Regions from separate parts of the Arachis hypogaea genome. Here region 1 is linked to region 2. Evidence: chromatin contacts called from public Hi-C data. All regions are on one chromosome and are shown on one strand. Each heading gives the region's core, a stretch centred on a gene start, on an enhancer-like site or on the middle of the called end of the contact. The rest is flanking DNA. Distances are from core to core; before and after follow the strand shown. Region 1 has its middle 14 kb from the start of LOC112740258. Region 2 holds the start of LOC112741459 (peroxidase 53).

Evidence for each region. Hi-C and Micro-C count contacts between places; a contact is called where the count stands out from the background.
Region 1: a Hi-C map of an unstated tissue shows a contact between it and region 2, with 2.9 times the contacts expected there. The contact joins the enhancer-like site here to the promoter of LOC112741459 in region 2. A contact is called at or near these places in 3 of 8 Hi-C or Micro-C datasets (leaf and an unstated tissue).

Annotation. Positions count from the first base shown.
Region 1 is chr14:10,655,273-10,661,347 of arahy.Tifrunner.gnm2.J5K5, forward strand. No RefSeq gene overlaps it. Among protein-coding and RNA genes, the nearest start is that of LOC112740258, 14 kb to the right of the region's middle. Within about 2 kb of position 2,104, at least 1 of the 3 cell types and tissues checked has open chromatin away from gene starts, as enhancers often do.
Region 2 is chr14:10,589,181-10,595,945 of arahy.Tifrunner.gnm2.J5K5, forward strand. LOC112741459 (peroxidase 53) reads right to left here and starts at 1,843. Exons shown (of 4, transcript XM_025790461.3): 1 at 1,536-1,843; 2 at 1,258-1,449; 3 at 1,009-1,174. The coding sequence starts at 1,754.

The DNA.
Region 1 (6,075 bases), core at 854-3,353, 66 kb after region 2:
AACAATGAGGATTATAGCTGGGTTGAGAGAGACGTTACCTGGGGGCTCCATACACCGAGCTATAACTCGTCAAAAAGCTCAACCCGTCTCCTCAAGGCCAGGCTAAGCTTGGGGGCTGTGATATGACCAGTAAGATCGGTTACGAATTATAGCTCGGTAACGCACCCACAATAATAGCCGAGCATTCGCAATGATTGGCATTTATTTACATAACGTCGGACATATGATTAATTTTCTCCCCAGACGTTACGACCTAGAAACAACAGTCATCCCTATCCGAACAAATATAAAAGCAAGAGACAGGAACAAAAGAGGTAGGCAATCTCTCTAAGAAAAAGTCTTCATACATATTCTCTTATTGACTTGAGCGTCGGAGTGCCTTTGCAGGTACCCACCTCTCCCACTCTTCCTTTGCCGACGAAATTTGGATCACGCCTTAGAAGTTTGCCGACCTTACCAGAAGGACGACTTATACCTCGGCTCAAGCTGATAAGAACACTACCTATTAACTTTTTTATTATATCTGTAATCCATGAATTTAGACCCAATTCATTTTATCCTATTATCATGGATTAGATGAACTTTTTAGCTTATTTATAATCTCTTCGTTAGTTTTGTGTGTTTTATTTATTTGGAGTAGTCTTTCACTTAAACCAAATACATAAAAGATGAATAAATATAAAAAATTCACTTTTTATTAGCTAACGTTAATTATTTTTTTATAATAAATTTAATATTTTAACTCTTATTTTTTTGAAAGATTTAAGATTTTAAAAATTAAAATTTAAAATTTAAAAATATAAAATTAAAAAAAATTGACTTCTGATTAAACTCGATGAAAGATTAATAAAATTCCATAAGTTTTTTTATCTAGAAAACTCATTAGTCATTGACAGCTATGTACATAGACTAGCTCCCCAATTAATGACATTTTAGATTGATAGAATTAGTTCATTCAAAATCAATTATAGCTCTGTTTTTTTAGTTCACGGTGTTTTTTTTATTTAATAGGTCAAGAAATTAATCTATGTACCAAATTATTTTAGTAACTAATATGAATCACATTTATAAAATTTAAAAATTAAATAGAGATAATTAAAATTGTAAGAATTAATTAAAATTAATGTGCAAATTCAAGAATCAAATTAAATATTATCTCTTCTTGTAATAAAAAATTTCCATTATCTCTTTATATTAGAATATTTAATAAATTCGATTTCTATTGTATAAGGATATAGATGTGCTTGTGATTTATTATGAATTGAAGAGAGAGAGAGATTATTTTTACTTTATCGGTATTTTAGTCTTCGGAAAAGCTAATTTTTATAATTTCTAATACAACAAATAACCTTAATTCTAAAAGGTTATTTTAATCTTTGTAGGATTAATTCTAAATAATTATTTTAATATTTTAAAATTAACTAAAATGGTTTTTAGTCTTTTTAATATTAAATTTAAATTACTAATTGCTAATACAATCAATCAACCTTAGTTAAAGTTTAATTTAAAGGATATATTAGTCCTTTAAAAATAAACTAAAAAGTACTTTAGTCTTTTTAAAATTAATCTTCAAAGATTATTTTATTATTTTAAAATTAATTATAGGAAAATTTTAATTATTTTAAAAATTGAAATATAAAATTTTTAACATGATTAAAATTTTTACAATTCCTCTACATGTATACTCTTTAAAATTAATAGTCTTTAATTTTGTTTTGTTAATTAAAAGCTAATTTAAATCTATAATTAATTAATCATAAGTTAATAACTATATTTTTATATGAATATAAAGAATATTTAGGGTATAATAAATAGTATTTTTTAAAATTTTATAGAAGTAAGTAACTGTGAAATGTGTTTGATGTGGCATTTCCATGTGCTGGTAATGGCATCATGTATTAATTTTTCAGCCAATCCTTTTCTATTTTCTTTGAATTTTTCAACCAATCCTTTCCTAGTTTTTGCTTCTAACCCAACATTATATTCTTTTCTTGACTTTCTTGTGAAAAACAAAAATCTCCATAACCCCAAATCTCACAGACAAACAAATAAAAACCGAAACAGATATTAGGGCCACTTTCAATAAGGGAGCCCAATGATGCTACTGTAAGTTAGAAAAACAAATTCCGTAACTTTGAAGAATTTAAAACTGTGACGTTCACGAACCAAAAAAAAAAAAAAAATTGTAACTTTGGAAAGCCGCTTATTAAGTTTTGAAGGCAGCAATTTTATCTCTAGTAATAGTTTTATTTTCTTTGATTTTTCTTTCTCAGATTTAAAATTTGGATGTTGATTATAATTCAATTTTTTTTTAAATTCACTTTTCTTAAAACTGTTAATCTTAGTGGTTATTATATATTTTATCATTTTCAACTAATGAATTCTATCTCTAAAAGATACTATAGAATATAATTAACACTTTGTACCAAATACTTAATGATTAATAGCACATACAATACAGAATGACTCGTATTAATATTTACTATAAATTTTATAAATAATAAAATTAAAATAAGAATTATTCTTTGTATACAAGTCATCTTTTATACAAGTTTTTATAAGTGATTTATATTTACGTGCACATGCACATGTTCTTTTTTTTCTTCTTTTTCTTTTTCTTATACAAATTCTTCTCTTTTTTATTATCATCGTCATAAATATCACCACCACCTCCTCCTCCTTTTTCTCCTTTTTTCATTGGAATTTCTTCTCCTCCTTCTCTTCCATCATCAGTTATCTCGTTGTTGAAGATAATGAATAATTTAAGTTTAAATTGTCAATTGAATCATAACGAAATTGATTATTATTTTAAATCCAATCAAGTGGCTGAGGTATGGTTCAATTCTAGTTAATTTTTTTTATTAGTAGTTTATGATTCTGCAGGTAAATAATGATGAATGTAATGTAAAAGTTCTGCATTAGAGGAAATATTTTTCTATATTTACAGCAAATTTGGTGTAATATGAAGATATTTGGTGTAACACGAAAATATTTAAGTGTATTGTTTAAGTATTTTCGGTGTATGTGTGCTAATAAGTCCTGCAAAATTCAAAACTCTTCTTCTCTCTCCTCTTCATCTTTTGCTGCGTCTTCTTCTTCTTTTTCAACATCATCATCATCATCATCTTTTTTTTTATTCATTTTTTTCTTGTTTTATCTTCTCAAATTTCTTCTTGTTTTTACTCTTTTAGCAAGAATAAAAATATAAAAAATCAAACAAAAAAAAAGAAGAAACACATAATGGTACAAAATTACTTGGAAGAGAATGAACTTACATTCATTCAACTAAAAGAAAGAAAGAAATAAGAAGAAAAAAAAAGAAGAAAAAAAATACAGCATTAAAGGAAATATTTTTCTATATTTGCAGCAAATTTGGGTATAACACGAAGATATTTGGGTGTAATAGGAAGATATTTGAGTGTATTGTTTAAGATTTTTCGGTGCATGTGTGCTGATAAGTTCTGCATAATTCAAAATTCTTCTCCTTCCTCATCATCATCTTCTGCTGCTTTTTCTTCTTTTTTTTTTCATCATCATTATCATCACCATCTTCTTCTTCTTTTTTTCTTATTCATATTTTCTTTTTTTTTTACCTTCTCAAGTTTTTTCTTGTTTTACTCTTTTAATAAGAATAAAAACAAAAAAGAAAAAGAAATACATAATGTTACAAAATTAATTAGAAGATGATGAACTTACATCCATCCAACTAAAAGAAAGAAAGAAATGACAAAAAAAAGAAGAAAAAAAATGCAGCATTAGAGAAAATATTTTGCAGCAAATTTGAGTGTAACACGAAGATATTTAGGTGTAACAGGAAGATATTCGAGTGTATTGTTTAAAAATTTCTGGCGTATGTGTGCTGATAAGTTCTATATAATTCAAAACTCTTCCTCTTCTTCATTCTCATCTTTTGCTGCTTCTTCTTCTTTATCTTCTTATTTCATATTCTCATAATTCTTCTTGGGAAGAAAAAATCAAACAAAGATGAAAAAAATACATAATGTTACAAAATCAATAGAAATAGTAGGAGGAAAAAAATATAACAACGACAACAGTAATAAAAAATCGACGATGAAGATGAAACACGCGAAGAAAAATAAGAAAAAACGCAAAGAAAAAAGAAGAGGAGAAACACGAGATACAAAAGGAACAACGTGATTTCACGCGTGCATTATGTAAGAAATTTATATGACTTGTATGCCAAAAAGACTTGTATGTATAACAATACTCATAAATATATTGTATTATAATACTTAAAATTAGAGTTGTCTAATTCATCTTACTAAAAAAATTACCATATTTAGCACAATACCATTTAATAAGATCGTTATTTTTTATTCATTAAAAAAAAAAAGGTGTTAATGACTACAAGATTATCCACGCACGATGATTTTGAGGACTTTTCATATTAAATGAAATTTGGTTAATAACAATAGGTAATTTTGTACATTGCATTGGTAATGTTTGATAATAATTATTACAAAGTATAGGTGAGTATAAAGTATGTGTGATTAATATTAGTGTGGAAATGGAGATATAGTTTCTTTTTTTGGTATTAGAAATGGAGATATAGTTAATTACTTAACTTCAGACATACGAAAATTAACATTTTTTGGCTAATCATGAGGATTGCGAAGATAGATTTTTTTAAAAAAAGTATAGGGTTATCAATTTATGTTACTAGTTTCCTTGGTGTAAAGAGTTTGTAAAGTCCGTTGTGGACTCTTAGAAACTAACCCAATAGAAAAATATCAAAGCCAAGTCTATATTGGGTCGAACCCGGGTCTGCCATTTATTTCTATTTGAATAAAATTCTCATTTGAATTTGGGATGGGCCCAGTTGCCAATTTGAGAATATTATTTCGGGTATAATGAACCACAATGAAAATTTGAAACCCTTTCCTTGAGCTCTCGACTCTTGTGGCCACTTATGGTACAGCACTACAGCGAATAGAAGCTTTTCGCAATGGCCATGACAGAGCACTGCATCTCAGTTTGGAAGGGATGATCGCAATCTTCGACGCACCAGATCCAGATGGAGTCCTAACACAGTTGTAGGAGCAGCGTATTGGAGTGGGTATTGGCGGTGGGTAGATGAGGATACCATTTCAATGATAAAAGATGAAGGCGGGGTAGAAGAAGAGTTTTCTCTGGTTCAGATAGTTCAAAATGTGAGTGTTAGGATGGGAACGGGTTGGATCTTGGTGTGTTTTTTCGGGTCTTATGGACCCAAGTAAAAAAAAAAAAACAAAACTACTACTCAAATTGAGTTAAATCTCAGAGTGGTCTTTGAACTTGCACTCGACCTTCAAAGTGGTCCTTAAACTTGTAATGGCCTCAATATTATCCCCGAATTTAACACATGTGGTTCACGGTCGTCCCTGAAGCATTTTTCGGGGAATATTCCCTAACGGCGCGCTGACGTGTATGGAGAGGCGCCACGTTGGATATCTGATGTAACTGTTATCATTTTTTAACTCAATTTAGTCCATGAATTATTTTATAACCCTAATCCCCAATTTATTATCAGAAATCACTTTGTTTCTTCTTCTCTGCTCTCCTTCGTCTTCTCTGCCATTGTTGAACGTGATTTGAGTGGGTCATGATGGGTGGAGGCAGCAAATTGAGGTTATGATGAAAGCCCGAATTTTGAAGGTTATGATGCTCATGATGTATATCATGATGAGTTAGATGGGACAAATTCTTGACAATCCGAAAAAATGAAGACACTCTTGAAGCACTCTGAAACTTTAACATACTTCAAACCATGCAGAAGAGCCCACTTTTGACAAGATGTATATTTGTCTGGATGGGTGCAAGAATGGGTTTAGGGCGGGATGCAGACATCTAATAGGACTTGATGAATCATTCCAGAAAACCAGATTTAGTGGACAAATCTTGGCAGCCATTTACGTCATTGCATATGCCATTGTACCAATGGAGAACACGAATAATTGAAGGTGGTTTCTTGAGCTGCTGCAAGAGGATCTAGGGAGCTACACCCAAAATGGGTGGTGTTTCATTTTGGACATGTAAAAGGTAACGATGTCTTTGCTATTTACTGATTATTGTATT
Region 2 (6,765 bases), core at 593-3,092:
TAGATATATTTCTATTGTCTATACTCCATATATAAAGGAAAACTTATCTTTTTAATCTAAAATGAAAAGGTACACAATAACATGCACAAATTTAATTTGTTGTTTGAATAAAGAGTTAGAGATACACAAGTCTTAACATATATAATCATGTCTGTTTATTCAAAATAAATGGATACAAGCAACTACTCTGATTTTAGCAATGATGTAAAGACATCAATCTCTTCAGTTAAAAAAATGGATATATCATTAGTATTGGTTGTACCATTATGAAAAATCATCTTTATTTACTCTGTCTAAGGGAATTTTTATTTAATATACTACAAGTGTTAATTAAAAAAATTCTATACAGATATTTAATTACTTAAATAATTATTTACAGATAAATTTTATTCAATTCTTTCTAAAATAACATATAATTTATTCTATATGATATGTCAATTTTTAATTGAATAATATCTTAATTATAATAGAACCATTTTATAATTAAATTATTATTTAAAATAAATCAATATATAATTTTTTAAAATATTAATAACCAAATGGATCACCATCACATTTGCACCGTACTCCACGACTTTTCTCAAAGTATGATAATCGGGTGCAGTACCATTTAAAAGAAATTCTATTTTCAAAATTTTAGTGTAATTCATTTGTAATAAGCCACTGAAATTATTAACAGCAGCATTTATATTCAGTGGCACATTAATCACAAACTTATACTCATTATTTATGGAGTAGTTTTTGCGCTTCAACGCCTTCTTATAAAAAAAATCATAAATAAATCATGAATAACATTTTTAGCACAATCTACTTTATATATGGTGTAATTTATTAGTTTCGTTTATATAATTTAAAACGTGGCAATAGCACCACATTCCAACCGCACTACATACTGTCCGCATGCATGATGATTATAACAGTCACCATAGACTTACCCATAATTAAAACAGTTATAAACTCATTCGTATAATCAAATTTTAAAATTTATAAGAAAGGTTGAAGATAAACCTGAAAGTGCCACTAAATCATTCATATCAAGACCCTTTTTCTGAAATGCCGAAATGAGCTGAGGGAGGTTGGATTTTGGACCAGGAATGTCCGAATTTGCCAAGTCGAAGCTTGCTGTTTCACTATCTCTTCTGCCCAAGGGAACTTGCCAAGTTGGACCATTTGACTGTCAAATCAAGATAGTTAAAAAAAATGAATAATGCACACTAATCAATTGAGATGAACATGCAAATTAAAAAGAAAGTTTACCATCTCCGAAGACACTTCGGCAGCAAGTGCGACAATATCAGCGCAGGAAACAACCCCAGGACAAGCTTTCTCGATATTTTCCTTAATCAAATTGATCACATCCAACCTACGAATGGAGTCCAGATTCGGCGCTGCAAGTTGTTCGCTTCTAATAGAAGCGGTATCATTTAACAAAATTGATCCATCACACCCCTGCATACATACATATCCATGATTAGAATCTTTCTACAATAATTTACGATAATAACATAGAAATTAACACAATTTTGTATACTTACTTGGACGAAGCAATCGTGGAAATGAAGTCTTATCAAGCTGGCGAAAAGCCGCTCATCTTTTCCAGGCCCCTTCGAAACATTAAGAAGAACTTGTCGTACAGTTGACTGGAGAGAGGGACATGTATCTTTGTAAAAGAATGGATCTAATAATTGTGCTCTGGTGGTAGGAACCACAACACACAAAATCAAAGGGAATAAGAAAAGAAACAGAAACTTCATCTTGTATGATTGTATATGATAGAGAGTGTTTGAGCGGCTTTCTCTGCAGATACAACACCTCTATTTATACTAAAACTTTGACCATTCCTAAATATTTATTTTAACAGGTTTAATTATAAATATTAAATAATACCTTCTTATAAAGAGTGAAATAAACATTAAGTGTTAAGTTAGAGAAAATCAAAAGACACTTGTATAACTAAAACAGTAAAACTCTAGAAGTATCATTATACCATTTGTGGCTAAAAAAATAGAAATTAATATGCAACTTGGTTTAATGAATATTATTTTACAAAGTCTAATAATATACATGTGTAAGCTTGGAACGTTTAATTATAATATATTAAGAAGTAGAGTTTCATTTTAGATAAGATTAATTTAAATAAAATAATAATAAAAAAATATGCAAAAAAAATTGCAAAAATATTAATTTATAAAAAATATTTATTTTTTATATTTTTATATTTATTTTTAATTTATTCAATTATATGAAACACCCAAAAAAATAATAATAATCAAATATTATATATTGAGTAAGTAAATACAAACAATTATTCTCCAATTTTAGGTTTTACTATATATATTTGGTGGTCCAAGATTTGTGATTGTTTAGTATTAGCCTATTAGGTGCTTAGGTAGTATAGTTATATCTCATTGTTTTTTCTTATTTACATTGCATTTAAGCTAATTAAAATAAATAAAACCCAAAATCTGAAATCAATTACCAAATAAAACTAAAACCAAACTAATTAAACTACATCATAGCTTATTTTTATATAATCAGTTAATAAAAGTAATTTGTTCACGGAATTTTAAAATTAAAACATAAGCAGTTAAGTACCATATTTTTAAAATTTCAGGATAATAAATATCAAATTTCCATTGTTAAATTGGTTAGTGATTATGTTGGATAAATTTAAATAAAAAATAAAAATCATTCCACGATAATTTAGCATGATTTTGGATGTATAATTTTGTTGTAAGTTTCTTATGTTTTATTGATTTTATAAATTAAAATATACAATAAATATTGGTATTATACTATTATTATTTTTAAAGTTTAAATATTGGAGCTAAAAGTATAATATTGTAATTTATAAAAACTAAAAATTTTATATTTTTAATTTATTCAATTATATAAATACCAAAAAAAAAATATTATATATCTTGAGTAAATAAACACAGAATTATTCTCCAATCAAAAGGTCTACTCTATATTTGGCAGTCCAACTTCTAATTTTATCTTATCTTGTATGAGAAGTTTTCTTGTAAATAGCAAGTTTGTTGTTTATATAATTGTATGACATTTTTTTTTGAATATTTACGTGACTTGCTTTACATATAGAAGACTAGAGGAGCTATTTATAAGAAAATTGGAACAAGGCTGTTCCTATAGTACTACATGCTAAAGGAATTAATTTTGTCGTAATGTACATATATATACATATTCATAATTATAATTACTTAGAAATTTTCTTCGTATTGCTATTTTTTTCTTTTACAGCCTACTTAATTACTATTATTGTTGAATATAATTAATTAAAAAATGCCCTCCAAGTGCAGCTGTTAGTAACATATTAACATGTATTCAACACATTCATAAATACATATCTTTAATAAAGTAACAGTAATTAATAGGGTAAGAAACAAGATCATGAAGATGATCAAATGCACATATATATAGACAAGAAAGCGGAGTGTTGGAGTAATTGCAATTATATTTGAAATATTTATGTTAAAGTTAATACAATTAAAATGCATAAATGATCATATAATACATATTAAATATATATTTTAAAATTATAAAATATTTTTTAACCTTGCATATCAATAAAATAAAATAAAACAATTTTTCACATCCTTATTAATTATATCCGTTGACCGTTCTCTTTTTATTTTGTCCTTAGTTTTTCACTTTTTCCATATATATATAGCCATTTTATAAGAAAACTTGTCAGCACTAGCTAGCATTTAAAAAAGGATTAATATTCCATAATTGGTATAATAAGGTGTAATCTCACATTAATATATGCTTTTAAAAATCAAAATATTAATAACCAGGCTAGAAGTCTATGTATGTCATTTAATTTCATGATAGGTAAGTTTTATTATGTACAATAAATAAATGAATAGATAATAACATTAAAATTTAAGTAAAAACAGTATTACACATGGCAAAAAAAATAAATGAATAGATAATAACTTAACTCCTTAAAATACATATAAATCAATTTAATTATTATAATATTTTTTTACATCAATTTATAAATGTATAATTTTTAAAAAATACACATAATATCAATGTTTTTTTTACTATTCTCTTATAAGAAGGTATATTATATTATTATAGTCCCCAAATATAAAGTGTAATTATAATATGGTCAAATAATGAATATGGAAAAACTTTCACTTTAATATTAATTAATTACATCACGCCAAACAAATATGTATATAAATGTACAGTAATAAAGGTTTTGCGTTGACTTTAACATTTTTAACATATTCTCTGTACAAATTTTATTTATGTATTGTTATTATTAATTGGACAGCCAAAATTGTTACATCTTTTTTACTGTAATTGTCTTTTTGAAACCCGTCCCAAAATTTTTACAACTTTTTTCCTGTAATTGTTTCTATTAATTGGACAGCCAGCCAAAATTGTTACATCATTTGCTCCCAAATATGTGTTGCTACTTGCTACTGCACATGACTACTATTTTTTTCCCTAGTATAATTGCGTGTTAACAATTAGTAGGGAGAAGGAGTTAGTAGCATAGTTTAAAATATTAGAAATAAAAAATGTTAAAATAGTATAATTTAAATAAATTTATAAAATTATGAAAGATATATAATTTTGAATAAAATTTAAACAAGTAAAAAATAATTAGCATGTAAAATTTTAAAAATAATTTAGAGAGAATACTAATAATAATAATAAAAAATTAAGGGTAAAGTATATTTTAATTTTGTCCTTAAAATTTGCTAAAAATTTTTAAAATATCTCTAAGTTTTATTTTGTTTTCATTTTGTCCTAAAATTTTTTTATTTGCATCAAATATATTCTTGAAAGTTAATTTTTCAAAAAATTTAGAATCAATTCAATAGCAATTTTACAAAAATAACCATCAATACAAATAAACCAGAAATAATTGTCATGTATTATTGTTGAATTAATCCTAAATTTTTTAAAAATTTAATTATCAGGGATAGATTTAATGCAAATTAAAAAATTTTAGAACAAAATTAAAATAAAATAAAATTTAAAAATATTTTTATAATTTTTGACAAATTTAAAAGATAAAAAATATATTTTATCCTAAAATTAAAATTCAAGTATACTAAAAGAAAAAGATTGATTTTGAGTTCAGTTTTATAAAGTGTCAATGTCATTTTTTATATTAATATCTAATATACCTTTATATATAGAAAAAATATTTTTGGATAATTTGCATGGAATTTTTTTTATGTAATAACATTAGCACTTAACTAAATGTCATTATAAAATTATTCACATAAAAAACTTTTCATTTTTTAGATAATAATTGTTACCATTAATTATAAAAATTCCTAATTAAGATTTATAATTATTCTTGAATAATTAATAAATAAATACGATGTCATGTGATGAACACGTACTAGTTTTATATTTAAAATATTAATGTTAAAACAATAAAAATGCATAAATAATCATATAATACATACTAAATATATATTTTAAAATCATAAAATATTTCTCAACACTAGATATCAATCAAAGAAAATAAAACAATTTCTCTTGCTGTATGGAGTTATTGTCTACGCCTTTTGGATCCATCTCAATATAAAACTTTCTAGTCACTATCGCATTAAAAAAAAATTAAATTATCCATAGTTGATATAGTTAGAGTATAATAAAAAGAAGCCTATGATGACGATGGTGTACATATAAGGGAGCAGCACATGGCTATTAATTTAAAAATTCTATTTATACATATATTTACATTTATATTCATTATTATACTATCTGATAATTGATTTTTTTTTTTTTGTGATATGATTCAGATTGTCTATTTAATTTAAATTTAACTCGACAAAAAAAAAGATCCTACACAATTTTATTAATTTTCTTATATGCTTCAACTCTTACAAATTTAATTTTACAGAATAATAACGATTGATACAAGTATTAAAAATTCTTGAAATTATCATAATATAAACATAGTAAGTAAAAATATTAAAAATAATAATAGAATTGATCTTCTTCTCTTTCAAATTATAGAGACCCTACTTAAATATTATATTTATTCTCGCAATTCAAATTTTTTTACCATTCGGTGATTATATATCTTTCTCTTTTTTTTTTTTTTTATGTTTCAACACTTACAAATTTAATCTTACAGGGTAATAAGGATTGATTCAAGAATAATTTTTTTTTAAAATTATCATAAAATGAAAATAGTCAAGTAACAATATTTAAAAAAAAAATTGATGGTAGAAGCAGTGGATCACAGCGTCAGAGATAACATATAAATTTAAGGTTTTTTTTTTATTTTTACAAAAGAATTTAAAAAAATCAAAAGTAAACTTAATCATTTTATTTTTCATATTTCCAATTAATTAAAGAGGATTTCGAAAATTTAACAGGTTTATTTTCATAACAGGTTTAATTATAAATAATACCTTTGTAGTTAAAGTCTTAAAGAGTGAAATAATAAATATTAGGTGTTAAGTTAGAGAAAACCAAAAGACTCTTATATGATTAAAACTTTAGAAGTATCATTCTACGATAATTGTGGCTAAAAAGACATATATTTATAGAAATATTATTTTACAAAGTCTAATATACATGTGTAACAGTGTAAGCTTGAGAAGTTCAATTATAATATTTTAAGAAGTAGAATTTCATTTTAGATAGGATAAATTCAAATAAAATAAATTTGTACTTGGTTTTGAAACAATTCAATTAGCTTTTTAAAATATTTTAAATTATTATATTAATTTTTATAATTTTACTAAATTTATAATTAAATTT